2 separate regions of the Anser cygnoides genome follow, and region 2 is linked to region 1. The links are chromatin contacts, called in public Hi-C maps. All regions are on one chromosome and are shown on one strand. The core of a region is the stretch at or near the end of the contact, and the rest is flanking DNA. Distances in the headings are between cores, read along the strand shown.

Region 1 (7,159 bases), core at 3,518-6,017:
TAACAATTTTAACTGCATTATTAATATGACTTTGCTGTTTCAGTTAGAGAACTTGGACTTTTAAACTGTTAAAAGATTAGCTCAGCTTAAATTCTTTAGTTTTATATGTGCACTGTATCTCCCTTGTCCGTAACTGCATATATATATATATATATATATACACACATATATATATCATAAATCATACCTTGAAATCCAGCCTCAGAACCAAGCTGAGATATGGCTGTGGAACATAGCTGTATTTGTTTATATGATGTTGAATTTCATCCCTCATAAATATATTTCTAAATGGTGATGCTCATAACTAACATATTTCTGTTAGGCTGGTCTATTACTCAGTCAGTTTTTTTGTTCCTAACATACGTAGAGAACACCCACATCTACATTTAAAATACACTTGATAAATACAATATCATGAGGAGTGAGGAAGTGATTCGGTAGCACTTGCCCTTTTAGTCATGCTCAGAATGGGAAATAGGGTGGGATGACTGAGTGGGTTAGACTGCTTATCCATCTGTCTTTATTTTGCAGGACTTATGTTATAATACAGCAATTTTATTTCTCTGCCATATTTATTCTAGCTAGATGTTATTTTGTCCTTTTATGAGTCTGATACTTCGAAGTCCTAGGCATTCATTTTACTCTTCAGGATTAAGGTCTGTTTTCAGAATTCACCATTGTCATGGAGATAATCATACAGCTGTTTAAATGGTATGACTGAGATCAAGGAAGGTTAATGTCTCACATGATTGATCAAACAGCCAAGTATTGTGACAGATATAAATATGGACACTTTCAAGGACTTAACACACCTCAGCTGTCCATAGGTATAAAAACAGGTTCTCTGTCCTCTCAGCTGGTCCAGTTCTCAGAAGAGCGTCCTGTTCCAAGGATGAACTTTCAACCTGTGTTGTGAGGTTGGTTTTGTGTATCGAAAATCTAATAACTTCAGGGAAAGAAGACATCTGCTTCTTCATGCAGCCTCTTTATGTCATGAGCAGAGAACTGAGGAAGCTCTAGTTTCTTCTCCGAGAATCAATTAAAATATAAACACAGTTATTGAATAGCAGTGTTCAGCTTGAGTGAGTGCTTAAAATCTTTACCTAGCAGATTAATTATGTTAGCTTATATGTTCTATGTCCAAATGTGTTAAACTTGAAATAAAAACTGTTCAATTTTTTGAAAAGTGTTGATATTGGCTTCTAGGAGTTGGAGAGTGTCCACATCTGGTAACTTGATCTAACATAAGAATTTCCCTGTAACCATCAATCAGTTGCCACAGCAGCACAAAGGGACTCAGTCTTAGCTCCACCCTTCCCAGATTTTCCTATTAGCTATTTTAGGACATGTTACTTACCGAGGAAATTATAGTGAATTCCACTTTGTGGTACTTAATTCCCTCAAGGCACTGATTAAGAAACGTCAGGTATTTAACTCAAAATTATAAATCAAAGCTAAACTGAAAATTTAGTAGTAGTTTTTGTTCAATACCAATTGAAATTAGCTATCTTGCTGAATGCTAGTCAAGATTCAGAAAGGTCAATGAATTCTCAGTCCTACCCTTGTGAAGGGATGCTGGAAATTGCAAAAAGTAAGTATATTCTCAGAAATGTAGAATGCGGTATTTCTCCTAATTCCACTGTCTTTGGGAGGAGAAAACAGATCCTTTTGAATTGAAAGTGTATTTAAAAGGAGGAAAACAACAACAACAAAAACCCTCCAGCACACAGAAACTCTATTTCTCAGTTAGTTCTAGAGATTTTACACAAGAGTAGTTGCTTAAACTCTAGTGTTTAGCAAGTCACCTGTTTTTTAATTCCTTGAATGACTTAAACTTGCTCAATGTGGTATCTGCTAGTCCAGTTAAAAAACAAACAAACAAACAAAATAATAATAATAACAAAAAAAAAAATAAGGTAAGAGTTCACAAACTGAGGAAAATTGAAAAGCACTGGTAGAAGACTTGTACTTTATGACACAACACCTAAATCTGTTACAGTTCCAGATAGTCTCATGGGTCTTAGCAAGTAATTTGTTCTTAACTTGAAGAAATTTTCCTGTTAGGCAGAGCTGAATTATTTTAATACCCAATTTGCTCCTTTTTTTGTTTGTTTGTTTGTGTGTGTGTGTAGAGGGAACATCATGAGGGACAGGTCTGGTGGCAGCCATTAACATTTCCCACCAGGGGAAACACTGTCATTCATAAGGGAAAACTGTCAGAATGATACCTGCATAAAAGAATTAGTTCAAATTCTAATATATCACTTAGATAAAATTTTGTCTGGTAGATTTTAAATTAAACCTTGTCTTCCCTGAATCTATTACATGCTTCAGTTGATTTCTTTGGGGACAAGTTTTCCTTTTTTCTTTACCTAAATTTATGTCACCAGTCTACGTTAAGCAATTAAAGAGAAAGTCCACAAATATAAGAAACTGAATTTGATTTCTTGAAATTTGCCTTATTTTCTCTTAGCAAACAGTAGAAACTTCATGAATGTCGTATCACTGAGATTTGCTTACCATATTATCAGTTTTTACCTATAGATTATTACTGATCTCTTTGTATTGAATACTATTTATTTATTTATTTATTTATTTATTTATTTTTGTTCCACCACTGATTCCCTGAATGAAAGAACTAAGACAGACTGGTATTACAAGCACAGTACATGCATAAACCCAGCTAGAAGGAAAACTAACTGTTTCAACCTGATATTAACATCATCACAAATTGAGCTTATTTTCCTTAGTTAAATGAATCATTGTTACATTCTCAAAATGTCTGTTCAATAGCCATCCTTATGAATCAATATTGCTCATAAGAATGAATATGAAAAGAGAGCAAAATCATTTTTGAATGTAGCCAAACATAAATACAAAATGAAAAGCCAACAGAACGGTACAGGAGTTTTTCTTCTTCAGTCACTGAAAGGGAATGGGAAGGCGAGCTCACTGAGGAAGATTATTCAGTGATCGTGCTCTGTGCCTTTGATAGCACTAAGTCTCCTGCTTTCATAAGCATCAAATTCACTATGCTCAACTATCTACAAAATGACTCATAAAGATGCACTCCAGCAACTTTATTTCTTGAAAACACAAATGTGAAACCTGAGGCAAACCTTTGAAATATTGTTGTATTGAACCATTTCTAGTTTGTTACTATACTGTGTTCATTTTCAAACTGTTTCTTAAAACACATATGCTGGTACTTGGTTAGGACTTGAGATTAAATACAGCCTCTGTAGGGCTTTTCTAAAAGAATTGCTCATCTATCAAGAAAATGTCAATTATTCTAATGTACAAATATGATAACATACAAATATGAAGATTGTTAGCTCCTAGAAGCAGAAGTTTTAGAAGCAGAATATAAATCAAGTTTTTTGTTTGTTTGTTGGTTGTTTTTTTTTCTTCCTAAATTGAAAATATGTAGAAATTCTGCTCAAATACCTGAGATGGTATAACATAAAACACCTGTACAGACTTTTGTGTTTTGTTCTCCAGAGATCTGACTTTAAGGAGCACTGGAAAGAATTTGTGTGTATATATTGTGTGTATATATATGTGTGTGTGAATATTGCGTCAATGTCAATTAGTGCAGAATTAGAGACTGGAAATTGCTTTGCTGATTTTATTCTATTTTTTATTTTATTTTATATTATGTATTTTATTTTGTTTATTTATTTTTGCATTTTTCATTTCATTTTCAAAGAAGTAAAATTATTCGTGCAAAAATCCAGGTGCCCCTTAGGTCTCCATAATTAACACTGCTTACAGAATGTTGCAAAGAGAGCAGAAGGAAATAGAACACAGAACAAGATGGAAATATATTCCCAACAAGTATATCGGCAGAAATCAACACAGAATTGTAGTAAGACCCCTAGTATCACAAATAACCTTCCTCTGATTAGCCTCCAGTTAATGGATCTCATGAAACAAATATCACATTGTCTTTGCATCAATCTACCAATTTTTACCCTTCCTCTTCTTAACTCTGACTTTTATTGGAAGATTATTAGAAGGCCAGAGTTAAGAGCTGAAAGATTTGAAAGTTGTTTTCTGGTCTGAAGCTGACTGAATATGAAGCTTTTTTCTACATCTGTTTATAACCCAGGGAAATGTGGCTCATATGTACCTAACTTCATAAACTGCTGTAGTTTGAAGTGTATTGTAATTGTGCTGACAATTATTACAATAATGATATAGTATTTTCTGACTGCTCTTTGTAACCACTAAGAGCCAAACAAATTCATATTTCCCAGGGAAAGGCTAGATAATTGAAGTACCTTACAACCTACTTTTCATCTTGATTGGTGAGAAGAATATACATTAATTTCTAAAAATAGGTTATAATAATAACAGATTAAATATTTTCTCTAATTAATCACCGCTATAATTAGCATTAATGAAAGGAGAACCAGGATAACCACTCAAGCTAGCTCATGTAGAGTTAAGACATGATTTTTTGCAACATCCAAGTAACATCTCAATAGCAACAGTGCTGTAATAACACATATGCCCTGCTCCTTATCCTGGATAAGAGCTTATGATTGACAAGGAAAGCCCTGCACAGGTCTTCCTGCTAAACTCAAGCTTCAGGGGAAGTGGCAGAGCTCCCCAAATGTTTCTGCGGGCTGAAGAGGACTGAGTGTTATTTTTAGTGCTCTCCTTTTACCAGCTTCATGCCGACGGAGAAGGTAGGCTCGCGAGGGGCAGCTCGGAGGCCGGCAGGGCCGGGCGGTTCCCCTCGGGCTCGCTAGATGGTGCTAAGCGCAGGCGGGAAGCACTGGGTCCTGCAGGAAGAGCTGGAGCAGCTCTGCTTCTTCAGCATCTCAGCAGCTGGCTTTAAAATGGTGGGCAAAAGAGCTTTGGAAAAAAAAAAAAAAAAAAAAAAAAAAAAAAAAAAAAAACTCATTTCTACCTGGAAGAGGCGCAGCGTGGCTTTTTCAGATCACCCCAGTCATCTGAAAGCAGATTTTGCAATGGATAATAAATAGGTTGCTGTTGATACATCACCTACCAACACAGACATCGCCTTTACAACAGTACTGCCATCCCTGCGTCAGCTTTTCCGCAATCTCCTGCTTCCCCCTTCTACCCCACTGGTGCCTGTAGCTGATCTGTCTGCAAAGAGGTTTTTGAAGAACTGCAGACTGCACCCCGGGGCAGGGAAGGTGAAAAGTGTCACAGCAATGTCACAGGCTGAACTGTTATTTTTTTAACTCACTTTATTGTCAGTTCAAATAAACTTCTGATTATTTAGGTATTGAAAGCTGGAAAAACAAACAAACAAACAAAAAAAAAAAAAAACGACCAGTTGAATAAACACTTTCCCAAGCCAGGTCAAACATAAGCCAAACACCTTTCCTTCCCCCTTCCATTTCCAGACACAGCTTCATTTATTTTTGGTGCATTTCACCATCAATCTGTTCCTTTTCCTACAGTGATGAGACTAGCACCACAGGAGGCTGGAGGTGTACATGCCACGGTTTCTTTCTGTTGCTCTTCCTTTCTCACTGATTTGGAGGCTGCATGGTTCCTTATCGTCCCTGCCCTGCCCCAGCATGGCCGCCCATAGGCAACAGTCACTCAGAGAGGCCCTGGCCCCAGCCCCAGCACTGGCCCTGGCCATTTCCCTCCCTCTCCCTCAGCAGAGGCTCCATGCACTCCCCCTACCCTCCTATCTTTACAACAAGTTTCACAGTGGTTTCAAAACTGGCTGGGACCGGCTGGGACAGGCCCCAGGCAGGTGATGGCCTCCCTCTCCTCAGGGCATGCCTCAGCCCCTCCACCGTTACCCTGCAGCTTCTGCCCAGTGCAACCAGCAGCACCAGTGCCCCACTTCCGAGGCTCTGGCAGTGCCAGGGCCTCATTGCCCCCTCCAGCTCCCTGAACACATTCAGCAGCCATAAGGAGGAGGCAGCAACTCAGTCAGAGGGCTGGAGACCTGTTTTTTTCTGCTGAATTCTGGTAAATATCAGACTTAGGCTACTCAGATCCTTCAGTGTTTATCTAGTAAGGGGAAGAAAGAAAAAAAAAAAAAAAAACTTTTCACAGCATTTTTGGACACGTTTCCACAGCTTATGAAAAGTATGAGTGTAAGTAATGCCTTAAAGAGATGCTGTACTGTCAGCCCTGGTACTGCTCACTAAACCTGAAGGGCCTGTATAAAACACTGCAAATGCTCTGTTTTACTTTCTTAATTATACAATATGAGATGTATTTTTAAACAGATGTGTGTTTCTGTTTCTTAACAGGCTAAAAGAATAATACAATTACTTGCTGCAGGAAAATGCATAACTGCTGAAATGTTAATGCTCTGTATTTCTTCAGGTCCTTAACTCCTTGGCATTCAGGCACTTCACAAATAGCAGTCTGTAGCTGAAGCTGCTCCACACAAGCACACTGTTCAGAACAAGCTTATGTTTTGAATGTCAGCTCGTGGGGACGGGTGATATATGCTGATCTTGTGCTTAGGTAGAAGGAACTGGATCCTTAGTTTGCATTTTCCAGGTTGCTTCCAACCAGAGTTACCGTTTCTCTGTAAAACTTTGGGATTGCATTCCTGCACAATTCCATTTTGTTATTTCCATTCTTAAAGTGCACATACTTCCTTTTGAATAATTTAAGGTTGATTTTACACACAGTGGCCAGGCCTACCAGCTTTCTATGACTGCATCTCCCTGGGGTTTCCAAACCACAGTGCTGCTCTGGTTTAAGTAACGGTGATACTTTTCCTTTGCTGAATGATTACCAAGCTTGTCACAAATACGCCTTTACTCTCCATTACAGGTGGGCCTGTAGTAAGGCAATAAAGACTTGCGTATGTATAGATTTGTCTTCTCAAAGACTGATACTGTTTCTATAGTTATCTCCCTCACCTAAGAACAAATAAACTAATGAAACCAAAGGGCTCCAAGGTTTGACCCCTTCCATTGTAAAGAATCTTTCATTTCTGATTCTAAACAGAATTTTCTTTGTTTCACCTTGCATCCCCTATCCCTTGTCATTTTGTGGTTTACTTCTGAAAATAGTTTGATAAGCTTCCACTAGGTAGCTGAAAACAGGAATAAGATCCCACCCCAGCCTTCTCTACCAAACTGTGAACCAACCAGTCCATCTCCTTCACTTGCCATTTTGCTCCATTTATGGCTAAAATAAT
Region 2 (6,312 bases), core at 1,709-4,208, 310 kb after region 1:
GGTCACCTAAATAGTTGGAAAACCAGAACAGAAGCAGTAAGTTCTTTCCCCACTCCTTTTGCCACACTTCACTCTTACTCCTGAGTTATAGATCAGCTCAAGTGTAACACTGACTGATCTTGGTCATTCATCAGTGGGAAGAGAGGCAGCAGATTCTTCATGAGTTTTAAGAGACTGTAGTGAGTGCTACTTGCTGTTTAGCCAGCTAAAATTAGAAACATTAATCAGTGCATCACATTGAAAAGAGAATTCCCAGTCCCCATGAAGCTAGGGAAGAGCCAGCATCACAGAATCACAGAATGGTTGAGGTTGGAAGGGATCTCTGAAGATCATCTAGTCGAACCCCCCTGCCAAGCAGGATCATCCAAAGCACGTTGTGCAGGATGGCATCCAGGCAGGTTTTGAATATATCCAGAGAAAAAGACTGCACAACCTCTCTGGGCAACCTGTCCCAGTGCTGTCACCCTCACAGTAAAGAAGTGCCCCCTCATATTGAGCTGGAACTTCCTGTGCTTCAGTTTGTGCCCATTGCCTCTCGTCCTGTCACTGGACACAACTGAAAAGAGTCTGGTTCCATCCTCTTGACACCCTCCCTTCAGATATTTATATACATTGATGAGATCTCCCCTCAGTCTTCTCTTTTCCAGGCTAAACAGGCCCAGTTCTTTCAGCCTGTCCTCATACAACGGGTGCTCCAGTCCTCTAATCATTTTAGTAGCCCTCCTCTGGACTTGCTCCAGTAGTTCTATGTCCCTCTTGCACTGGGGAGCCCAGAACTGGAAACAATACTCCAGGAGTGGCCTCACCAGGGGTCTCTTTGTGTCCCTCTGATAATTACACTCCTGGCAGAAAGTAGATAACATGATGAAGCTGGAAGACGATCAGAAGAAATTAAAAGGAACACAAGAAGGGAAGGAAAAATTCTCAGAAAACTTTGAATTGTCTTAAATGAACAGAAACAGTCCTCCTGTCCTACCCTCCCATTTTTGACTGCTTTAATTTAAAACTGCACTGGAGGAAACAGAGAATTAACTTCTAGTTAGTCCTAGTGATGTATTGTGCTGTCAATGCTTATTCTGTGAGGTTAGAAGAGAAGAGAGCTTGCTCTCTACTTATCATCTGCCCTACAGGCTCAGGTTTATTTGTCCAAGCAGTGATTGACTTTATCAAAGAAGGTGTGCACAAAATAACTGGCAATGCCATAGCTAGGTTGAAAGTTTTTCCCTAAAGCTCTTCAGAAAGGACTTAATCTAAACAAACCCCCTAACTGCCCACAATCAGCTATCAGCTGTCAACCTTTATTTGCAAAGTTGTGTTCCTCTTGTTGATGTATCACATTCTGCCTTGTACTTCTTGCAAATAAGTAATAAATAATTAATGTGCAACGTTCTTCTTCTTAGGTGTGGCTGTGGGCATTCAGCTTATAAGAAAATTATTTATAAATTAATTGTTTATAAAGTCAATGTCTATTTTAAACAATACTTTGGTTGAAAGGACACCTCAACTAAGTACATCGTTTAGACATTGCAGTTAGCTTTACATCTGTTAGAATGAAGCAAGGAAGAATTCCTTCTCCCTCTGGTTTAGCCATTTTATTTGCAGTCCCACTGACAATGCCCTCAATTCTATTCTTAATAAGGTAGGAAGGCAGGTGTAGTGACAGTTTCATTTGGCCATTTGCTGAGATATAAGAAGGAAAACACAATAAGAATAATCAGAAAGAAAGAATGAGAATTGTTTCAGCACCTGTGCAGGGCTTACTGCTGTATGGGGGAGGGGGCAAAGCCTTGTAGTATGAATGTTTGACATAGAAATCTGTGAGTGCTAGTTTATGATCCTGATCACTGTCCACAGATTTATTTACTGAATTTATTTACTTAAGACAGTAGAAACACACTTAGAAAAATAATATTTTTCCATGCCTCCCAATATAAGTCATCTAGTTTATGGAGTTTTAGTTTAATTTTACAGTGTCAGACTGATACAACTGGAATTTTGCAAGAAAACATATTGTATACCTAGACTACTTGTTTTAATAAGCTAAAGCAGATAATATGAGTTTGTAAAGTCTCTGACCAGATCTATAATTGCTCTGTATTTAACTTCCCTGCAGTAAAAATCAACACTGAATATAGCTATTAGATAATAACTTGCATCAAGGAAGTAATTGAATGGCTAGTTCTTGTATAGACTGAACTTTCATGATCTAAAACCAATCTAAAATCTAAAGCAAAATATAAAAAATATAAAAAACTTACTGGGCACTCATAACGTTTTTAAAGCTACGAGAAGAAATCATTGCATTTATATATATTAGGACCAGTAAAGACCTGGCCTCTTGCATTAGAAGAGTTACAGATTTTCAACTCCTGCTTTTAGCCCTGTTAAACTAGTATAGATCATACTTTCTCTGTGTTCAAGAGTCTGAAAATGTCTTGAACAACTAATTGTTGCTGAAAATCAATGTTGCTGGAAAAGCCCTGTCATAAAAATTGCTCCAAGAAATTGTGTTCTTAAAAACAAATAAATTTCATCATAATATCTCTTTACGGAGTTTCTGTTTAGTCTTAAATAGTTAAGTCTGATTTATAGAGATAAGAAAAATAACCTGGTTGCTTCAAGCAGACAGTAGCCTCAGACACAGTGACTAAACAGTCCAGGGGTAATGAAGAGGAGAACAAAGATAAAGGTCAGGCTACAGGTATTCGTCAGATGGTTTGTAACAAAAATTATGGAAGATTACTGTTGCAAAGGCCATTAGAGGTATAACTAACATTCCACTAAGATCATATTAGAAAGTACTTCTATCTGTTGTAAAGTACTCACATAGAGCTACGGAGCTAGCATATTAGAGTTATCAGGCACACCGTTTTTGATAGCTGGTTATTATCAGGACCTTGATAGATAGTCCATGTTAGGGAGAAAATCCAGTCACTTCTTGGAAATAGTCCACATTCCTTCCAAAGAATGTACATGAATCCCTATTCCTCAGAACACAGTGGAAAAAACAGTGGGCAGCCTTATCACATTACAACAAAAAAGTTTAAAAAATATTAGAAAAAAAGGATTTTAGTAAAAAAGGATTTCTGGATTTCATTTAAACCTTGGTGCAAGTACCTGATAACAAACCATTTCCAATTTTGAAGTTTCTCATTCCAATCATATTTGTTGCAAAAAGATGTCCAAATACTTTTTTTCCCCAGCAAAATAGTAAACTCTGCCATTTTCCTATGCAGACTGTAAAATATTTGATCCAAAACTCATTGAAATCTGTACTATTTCTAGTGGTTTGTAATGGGAGTATGCGTCAGATCTGAAATTAATAAAAATCTGTATGCTACATTTATAAATACAGCAGCAAGCATAATTCTATTAAGATATCTGGGCTTTATGCTGCAGTTGAAAATTTCTGAAATTACATTGTAGATCCATCAATATGTTCCAGGCAACTTTTCAGAATGTTTTTGTCAGGTACTTAAATCTCATCATTTTTGGAAAAATGTAATTAGTCTCTGTATTTGGGTGGTTGTGGGGCTACAGTAATAACACTGTGTGATTACAAAATATAGAGCTTCAGAATTACATCCAACTCAATAAGAAAGTAATAATCTTGTGGTAATAGCCATTTGCTTTTGATATTGGAGGTTGGATTTCACACACAATACATGGTAGAGTGAGTATCTTTAGGTCAGCAAGTCCTAGGTGTAAGAGCAGAAACAAACTAGAATATAAAAGGTAAAAAATCTTGAGACAAAGAGATTTCAGACTGACGATCTTGTTGTTTGCCATATGTGGGCAACAACTAATTTCACTGGGTCTAAGCTCTGCTTAAGTCTCTGAGAGGACACAGTGTATGTGGAGTGTTTCACATTGTATTTGAAACATGTAGATTTTAAGAATATTTCCTAGTCATCACATACAAATCAAGATGATTTGGCTCCTTTTATTGAAAAGGCAATTTCACTACCTGCCAAGGGACTAGGAAACCTTGATTCTGGGCCTTTCTCAGCTCAGCTGACATTCAGCTGCTCAGATACTCTGCTTCTAATGAGAGCTGAGCTTGAAATGGAGCTGGTAACTATTAAATTCTATTTAAAATGGGCAAGTGGATCCATTTTATTTTGTACTGGATCTTGCTTTCCATTTTGCAGATAGTCTGTTTTCCATCCCATTAACCCTATTATTTAGCATGATAGTTAAGGCACTTTCTGGTAAAGTTCTACTTCTTTGCCTTTATTTTTGTTCCATTGAAAATGATTTTTAAAACCTTCATTTATAACCTTCAATTATAGTTTTCAATTAAAATTAGTCCCCTCTTTGTTTATGCATATTTTTTAAAAATTTTACTGTGTTACCAAATCCCCTCTGGTCAGTTCAACCCAAGATATAAAATTTTAATATCTAGACCCTCAGCTGTAAATTTCCCAGGGAAGGAGCACCCTCTTTAAATTCATTGTGATGTGTGCATATGATCAAGTGCTTCAATAACAGAGAATGGGAAAGAAAGATGAAATGTGGATCGTTATGCTAGTGGTTATTATGAAGGCTTTATAAATAGTGTAATATGTAGAATTCCCTTTTGGTCTTAATAAAATACACATATAATAAATAAAAACAAATAATAAAAACAAAATAGTAAAATGGCGACTTGTTCTTTTCTGAGTGTCAGCTTGCTGATAACCCCTATGTCCTGTTCCTGTGAGAAGGCTTCCTGTTGTACTTGGTATTTAATGTGCAGATACAAAAGAAAATGTGGGAGTCAGGTTCTTGGCAAATATCATGAAAGTCTTTGAATCCCCATTTAAAAATACTAGTGCAGAATTTAACATTCATTACTGATTATTTATAACAATATTAATTTCAAGTCTAGCCATTTTTGAATACATTTCTCCATGTAAGGATAGCTTTTGAAAGTCTGAAAGCTAATGTAGTTTTCATTAAAAGTACGAATATACAAAAAGATTCAAAGGCATTCTAATAATGTTGCTTAAGCCCAAATTCTTGCATATTTTCCAGTAAATCCATGCAAATTTTCCTGCAGTTTATTTCATTGCTTTCACTCATCATAACAGATAATACATGTACATTAAATTATGTGCTGGGGAAAATCATGAACAGGTTACATGTCTACTTTCCATATGAAATGTCATAACATCATTGCCTTCAGTAAACAAGGTTCTTGCATGAAAATAAACAAAACATCGCCAACTGATATGTCTTAGATGAATTATAGTTGATCTGAACTACATTGCCATTTGTACCAAACTGCGCAGTTGTAGGCTGAGTTTAATAATTCCCCTGAAACGGAATGCCATATAATATTAGAAATGTTTAAGTCTGAACAGGGGAACAAATACATTAAAATGTTCACTGGAAGGGTGTTCTAGATAAAACAGTGAGCTGTTATTTTTCTTGCTGATTATGGCTGTAGCTTTCTCAAAGACACATCTCTTCATGATTTATAGCTATAAAGTATGTTATAACGTCATTCCCAGTAAGTAGGTAATCACCTGAATTTGACAGATGAAAACATTTCCACTGTGAATTCTGGTTTTAAGCTGTTCCATAGCAAAATTTCCTGTCTGTTTTTGCATTACTACAGAAATGTTTTGTATTGATACAATAATATATTTTTAAAAACATTATTATACTTTTAGTTTGGCTGCCATGTTTCACAACACTGATTATGTGAAAAAAAGATTGGTCACTATTCTCTCCTTTTTGCAACATTAACATAACAAATGGCAATGAGAGATGTACCACACATACCCCCCACACTACACTTTTTACAGTTTCATGTTAAATTTCTTTAAAATTTTTTCCAGTGAAACTGTAAATCACTCCAGCCAGTTGTAGGACTGTGATGCTCATTTCAGCTGAACTTTCTATTAATGAAATCTCAGAGCAGGGTGTAGATTTTCTCAAAGTGGGAGTGAGGAAATGACTCTCTCCCAGTTACTAAACTAAAAGCATGATATATGACTATAACTTAAAGTTTGGTTTAGCATGAAGTGATATATGTGGTGTGGAGGCAAATTGGTATCACTAGGCATGAGAAGTTTGAATAATACAATCTGACCTGGAAAAGATGTGAAAAAAAGTGGCTGATTCCTAATATTAAGGAAATACAGAGAAAATGTTTTGTATTTTTGATGATAAAGGTCGCTAATAATGCACAAAAATACTGAGTCTGCAGTTCTATGTGTACTTATGAATGCTGAGAATAATCCTACTGAAATATATAAATTATTTGATTTAATAATACTGCTCTTTGATCTAAAGTGAGTTTTATCCAACTACCTATGTAATTTT

What was found. Hi-C and Micro-C count contacts between places; a contact is called where the count stands out from the background.
Region 2: a contact with region 1 is called in a Hi-C map of granulosa cells, with 2.4 times the contacts expected there. The contact joins two enhancer-like sites. A contact is called at or near these places in 3 of 7 Hi-C or Micro-C datasets (granulosa cells and liver).

The regions. Positions count from the first base shown.
Region 1 is chr1:9,907,419-9,914,577 of Taihu_goose_T2T_genome, forward strand. No RefSeq gene overlaps it. Among named protein-coding and RNA genes, the nearest start is that of PCLO, 61 kb to the right of the region's middle. Within about 2 kb of position 4,768, at least 2 of the 3 cell types and tissues checked have open chromatin away from gene starts, as enhancers often do.
Region 2 is chr1:10,222,088-10,228,399 of Taihu_goose_T2T_genome, forward strand. The region is part of intron 10 of PCLO (piccolo presynaptic cytomatrix protein); the gene reads left to right. Among named protein-coding and RNA genes, the nearest start is that of PCLO, 250 kb to the left of the region's middle. Within about 2 kb of position 2,959, at least 1 of the 3 cell types and tissues checked has open chromatin away from gene starts, as enhancers often do.